Regions from separate parts of the Arachis hypogaea genome. Here region 2 is linked to region 1. A link is a contact called in public Hi-C data. All regions are on one chromosome and are shown on one strand. The core of a region is the stretch at or near the end of the contact, and the rest is flanking DNA. Distances in the headings are between cores, read along the strand shown. Region 1 holds the start of LOC112795843 (DUF21 domain-containing protein At4g14240-like). Region 2 has its middle 13 kb from the start of LOC112798336.

Region 1 (3,556 bases), core at 990-3,489:
TTAGAATTGTATTTTTAGATGGTATATTGTATTTTTTTAAAATATTATTTACATACTAAAATTAATTACTAAAATTAGTTATTATGTATAATTTAATTTATTTTTAATATATATTTTATATTTTAAATGTATATTTTATTTTTGTGATTAATTTTAGTAATTGAGTTTAATGTACATCTAACATAATTATTTTTTTTCTTTTTCATGAAGAAAAAATTTAATACTTGTATCATCATCCATAAATAACCACTCATTTGTTTTTATTTATCTTTTTCTGATTATAATATATGTTTTCTCTCTTAAAAATTTATGGTAATAATGGAAATAAAAAAATAAAATTATTCTTCCGATCCTTTCTATAACATATTATAGAATTTTTATGTTTGAAATTATTGTAATATAGTCATTATCACATCTATCACATTATTATCATTTCACTTAAATTTCGTTGACAAATCAAATTATAATAATCCTAAAATGATCACTCATGAGATGATAGCACTTGTTTGATCGGCGGTGCATAGATCATAATTGTCTCCAGTAATTGGACTCTCTAACAACTCCCCTACCTTATAAACATCTAATCCAATAACTATGTATGTGTGTCCGTGTGTGGGAATGCTTTATTGACAAGAATATAATAAGGTCAAAAAATGGGGCAAGATATCTTCTTTCCAACTTGGGTTTGCGTGGATCATTTATATCATCATGCCATTATTAGTCATAAGCTATAGCATGCTTTTTCTCCTAGGATTTAATTTCAAAGTAATCAAGTAGGAATAGTAACTGTATATATACCTTAGCTTCCCACAATTTGTTCATTTTCCATCATCGGCACCCTTTCCTATTAAGTTTTCACATTATCTCATCATTGATGTATCCACGGTAATACAATTGACTTGACATATGAATTTTAGCTCACATTTTTATACTCTGCCATGCGTTTCATGTGGTGTTGTGTTTCTCCATATTTGAATGTGAATCCTCATTTTCTTTGACATAGATGTTCCAATCTAGTAAAATCTATAACACGTCAAAGTTCCACTTATTGTCACACTATTTCAAATTAGACTTGAAACTGAAAACAACAAAATTTTAAAAAAATTTCAAATCTACTTAATATATTAGTGTTACAATCATTTTAACCATTAATTTTAATTAATATATTATATATTTTTTATAATTGAGATCAATAGTTAAAACTATTAGAATATCAGTATTTTATATATATTTAAAAAATGTTCAAATATACGTGTAAGCATGGTTAAAAAAATTGTTGATGAATAACGATGAAGATATTACTATTCTTGCATATGGATATCCTGAGAAAAACTCGGCTCTTAAGAGTCGTATCGAACTATAGCCTTCAACACTAAATTTACAAGTTTTGGTGGTTCGAACTTTTTGTCCGAAAGTGTATCACGTTTGTGGAGAAAACAAATAAAATGGGGTGAGTACCTGTAAAGGCATTCCAATGTTTAAATTAGTATTCGAAATCCAATGTGTCTAGGGAAAATACTTTTACCTTCTTTATATAAAAAGAGGTGTTTTTACAGTTTCATTGATTATGATTATGCTATTAAAAGGCAATTATATTGCATTCGGCCGTTATAATACTCGACTAGCTGTTTTGTTATAAATTGTGCCGTTAAGATAAGTTATGACTCATTAAGTCGATTTGTAACGTGCAAATTATATCATTGAATTGTAATAGTCATATCATAATTCCAAGTTTAGTCTAAGAATATTTTTAATGAAACAAGTTGAATTTTTGATGAGTTATAATTCGACGAGTAGAATAGTTACAAAACTCCTAATTCAACATACTTTATTAAAAATATTTGTGGGGATATTACTATTACAATCCTTACTATACATATTAGAAAGGATTCTATATTCCATTCTTGAGATTTGAACTTTAGTGCAGCTTGATGAGAGACAGACTTATGAGTTTGTGAGTGTGGTATTATTATGACCCAAAAACAAATTGTTTTTTTTCCTACACAAATGGCCCAACAGGCCTAGAAGAAAGAAAAAGGGAAGAACAAAATCTGAAAGTAGCATCAAGAAAGTCGATTCCCAATAATTGGGCTCCGTGTTCCATGATGATATAAGACTTAACGGCCAGGATTCGTCAATGGCGAGATGGAAGGCCTCCGTGATCGTCCGTTTTGGTCCACGTCAACAAGTGGAATATCCATGCATCCTAACAAAAAACGTCCCTCGCCTCCTAAACGCGCCACGTGTCTAACGAGCGACGAGTCAGTTGCAACTGCAAACTGAAGTACGAACGAAAGCTTATGAAGGAAGAAGAAAACTTTAAAGAACCAGAAAAAGAAACTGAAGAAGAAGAAGAAGAAGAATGATGAATAATGTGGTGAACGCGTTGATGGTGACTCGGTTTCTGACTCGGAACCAACTCAGCGGCCACGAGGGAGGCATTCCGTTCGGATCGGTGTGGTGGTTCATTTACGCCGGACTCTCGTGCTTCTTCGTTCTCTTCGCCGGAATAATGTCCGGATTAACCCTAGGTCTCATGTCTCTCGGCCTCGTCGACCTCGAGATCCTTCAACGCAGTGGTTCTCCTACCGAGAAAAAGCAAGCAGGTTCATTTACTCGTTGCCTGCGTCATTCAATTTCTCCGATTCCGAGATTTTCGAATACTCAATGTGATTTTTGCGTTTTTTTTCTTTTGTGTACAGCGACTATAATTCCCGTGGTTAAGAAACAACACCAGCTTCTGGTGACTCTGCTTCTGTGTAATGCAGCTGCCATGGAGGTAACTGAATTAATGCTCCTTCTTTTTCATGCTAGATTTTTCACTGGAATTTGGAATATTGACGTTGTTAGTTCAAGAATGTGGTGGTTTATTGGACAAAATCACTGAGGAGAGCTTATACTTATAGGTAGAACAGAACTGTAGAAGTGATTAAATTAGAAAAAAATAGAACACCATCATAATATAATATAATATAATACAATATTATAATGTGGATCAGACACATTATGGTTTATTATGTGCTATGCTTATTTGGATCACTCGTTTAAAATGGTTTTGATGATGGATGAATTGGAATTGCTCTGCATGTGGAATCTGCATTTTTTTGGATTTTGGAGTCATTGCTTAGTGACCCGCATTCAAATATCTGAATGATATTTTTAATGCATACATACGCTTACGTTGACTTTGAAAGTTGTAATCTGCAGGCGCTTCCGTTATACTTGGATAAGTTGTTCAATCAATTTGTTGCCATCATTCTCTCTGTGACTTTTGTTCTGTTTTTTGGGGAGGTATGTCAATGTCAGCGATTTAGCTTCAACACTTTTGTCCAATGAATATTCTTTCTCCTTTTTCTTCAAATCTTACTTTTTCCCTCTGATTTCAGGTCATTCCACAGGCAATTTGCAGTAGATATGGGCTTGCTGTAGGGTCCAACTTCGTATCTCTTGTGCGAGTTTTAATGATAATATGTTACCCAATTGCTTATCCCATTGGAAAGGTGACTTATCATTCATAGGCTGAAGTACCAATTCTTTTGTGTTCAGAAGTGTTAAT
Region 2 (3,241 bases), core at 67-2,566, 64 kb before region 1:
TCAATGATTAATTTTTCGGGGGAGTGGATCTTCTCCCGTGAAAAAAAACTAGATAGTGTTAATTATGATCTTTTACCTTTTATTGTTTTCTCTCTCATATTTAATTTTGGCCCCACTTATAAAATTAATGGTAAGAGATCACACTGTATTTCTTTAAGTATTGAAAAAATTGGAGAGGATCCATTTCCTTCTTCAGGTACTGTAAAGATACACAACGTGAGTGATCTTCTCAAACAAACAAACTCCATTCTCATCTTTCAGTGAATATCAAATCTGAAAAAGATGGTTAAAAGACACAAACCTTCATAAAAACCTAAAAATGGTTGGGCCTTGAGTCTTGGGCCTTGGGCAAATGAGTGGATTCCAAGAGATAGAGCACCAATAGAGTCGGTGTTAAGACCTTCTATCCCATTATTGACTGACACTTTCACCCACAGCTTGCATAAATTGGAAGGACAATAATAATACCAACTATGAACACCATGGCCCATGCATATGTAGGACCTCACTCTAATATCTTGTTAATTTTTATTACAAATTTTTATATGCTCTAATTCACCTATTAATGAACCAAGTTGGGTTGGTCTAGTAGTTAGTTCACTAGTCCGCTTAAGCAAGGTCGGGGGTTCGAATCCCGCCTTGTGTATGCAGTAACCTATTGGCCAGCGACAAACTCTTAAATAGAGCTCAGTACCGCGACGGATTAGTCCTTGCCCTGTCGGGCCGAAAAATACCGTGAGAAACAAAAAAAAAAAACCGCATAAGAGGCCAATCCTATTAAACTGTGGTCACATTTTTTTATTGAGTTATCATGGTCTTTCACAAATTAAAAATATCATACATCATATTTATGATAAGTATATGATTAAAAATTTATAAAAATCAATTTGAATCAATTAAATAATTAGTGTATTCATTCATTCAAGTAAATATTAGTTTTACATATTATTTTGTGCATATAATAATTTATTTGTCAATAATAAATCTTTAAATAAAGAGTACATCTGTTATAAATTAGTCATTAATTTATAAGATCGAAAAATACCGGTAGAGAATAATTAATAATTGAATATACATCAACATGAATAATTAAATTGAAGCAACACAAACAAAACCCTACTAATTTTAGTGTTTCAAGAAGACAAGTCATTGAATGAGGTGCACTCTGGACTCTTGTACACACTACACATACAACTTTTTTTTGTTATTTTTTTTTGGATGTGAACTTTTTTTTTGTCATTGAGAGGTTATAAATATAAGAAAAGAAGCGAGAGTATTCAATTAACCCATTGAGTCAAGCCCAAAAGTAAAATCAGAGGACGGTATGGGCCTGTAGGCCTCCTTATTTTTTTTGTGAGTATCTAAAATCTTGATGAATTCTCTTGACAAAAAAAAAATCTTGATGAATTCTGGATCATTGGAATATCACAATATCTAAAGTTGAAAAATCAGAATAATGCTCATTTGACAAATAAAATATGAACTTTCACAATCCCACATTTCATATATTAGATGTATAGTGTTGTTGATTGTTATCCCACTTTCAATTGTCAGATTAGTATTTTTCAAATACTTAATGATTAATTCCTGCCAAAAAGAAAAAAGGACTTGACTGGTTATATGTATTTGTAGATGAAGCATGCACGTTTATACTAGTAAGTACTAAGAACTATAGTATGACGGTATAAGCTTTAATTGAGTTTTATTTGGTTATTTATTTATTTATATATTTGGCCTGCCAAGAAAATGAGTGTTCGTTATTTTAGGTCATACCAAGCAACTATACACTTTAATTGGCATATTAGTTACATAGATATATGTAGGCATCCATGTCTTTCAGCCATCCAACAAGATGCTGAAAAAAATCAACATATTGAGATTTGAGACATAAACGGCACAAGAATTTGATAAAACCGAACAAGATAGCTAGGTACCAAACTCATCAGTTCAATTAAAGTCATATTTGAAATAATAATAATCATATTAATGACGGAAATTCGTGAAATCAACTACTAGTTAACCAATGGATCGGGTCAATTACAACCCGTTCCACTTTTTGTCACAATATATATATATATATATATATATATATATATATATATATATATATATATATTAAGTTTGTATAATCTCTAAATATAATCTTAAATTAATAGAATTGAGTAGGAGATTAGGGGAATAGGAGTGTCAACAATATTTAGGAGGCGGGGATCCTGTCGGCACTATCTCAAATGGGATCCTAATGATGAGAAATTTTTTTCGTTGAAATAGAGATGAGGAGCGAAATTTTCACGAGATAGGCGCGGAGACCCGAGCGAAAATCTCCGTTCCATTTTTGATAATTTTCCAAATTTTTAAACTTACTTAATAACTCCACGACGGAAAACAAAACGAAAACGGAGATTAATTTTAGAAGCAGAAACAAAAAATAGAGAGACATTTCCCATTTCACTCTCGTTCTGTCCCGTTGACATTCTTAGAATTGAGTACCTAACTTTTATATATAAATAGAACGAGACCGGCTTTGGAAGTGTTAATTGGATCACACCTTCGTTGCTAGAACTAAATAATTAGCCACAACATAATTTTTCGTATTACAAATTACTTAAATTCCAAGGGATAAAATTAAATAAAATTAACCGTTCGTGAGCGTGAAAAGAAGGGGAATAATGTTGGAAAAACACCCAACATGACACAAACATATGACACCGAGATATACGTTTATATCAAGATAGAAAAATTCTTATAAATTTTAATTTGATGTCGAAATTAAATTGCATATCCACGTTTTATTTTATTTTATTTTTTAATAATATTATCATTATCGAGTGGAATCCTTTGAAATTCGTTTGTGCTGCATAGCATATATATGGTTGTGATTCATATATATTGATATATAGGGGCCGGTTATATATCTTATTATATATGTAGGTAGCTTTGCTCTACTTTTAAAATGAAGAGAAAAATATGACTTATGGGGCCTGCAATATATAATAAGTGTACAATTAATATAAGAATTTAATTTTAATATATTATTAATATAAAGTAGTATTTTGTATTTTAATAAAAATAATTATATTTTATATTAATTGCATAAATAATCATACATAAAAATAATATAATTAAATAATTATATAAAATATTTTATATTATTAATATATTAAAATTAAAATTTTAATATAATTTGTTTATTTAAAAGTTTGAAGTTTGAACACTATTTTCACCGTTCTAATTACCAAAA

Evidence for each region. A called contact is a pair of places that touch in the nucleus more often than the background predicts.
Region 2: a Hi-C map of an unstated tissue shows a contact between it and region 1, with 10 times the contacts expected there. The contact joins the enhancer-like site here to the promoter of LOC112795843 in region 1. A contact is called at or near these places in 4 of 8 Hi-C or Micro-C datasets (leaf and an unstated tissue).

Annotation. Positions count from the first base shown.
Region 1 is chr4:3,980,597-3,984,152 of arahy.Tifrunner.gnm2.J5K5, reverse strand. LOC112795843 (DUF21 domain-containing protein At4g14240-like) reads left to right here and starts at 2,239. Exons shown (of 13, transcript XM_025838028.3): 1 at 2,239-2,606; 2 at 2,703-2,779; 3 at 3,208-3,291; 4 at 3,387-3,500. The coding sequence starts at 2,363.
Region 2 is chr4:4,043,631-4,046,871 of arahy.Tifrunner.gnm2.J5K5, reverse strand. No RefSeq gene overlaps it. Among protein-coding and RNA genes, the nearest start is that of LOC112798336, 13 kb to the left of the region's middle. Within about 2 kb of position 1,316, at least 3 of the 3 cell types and tissues checked have open chromatin away from gene starts, as enhancers often do.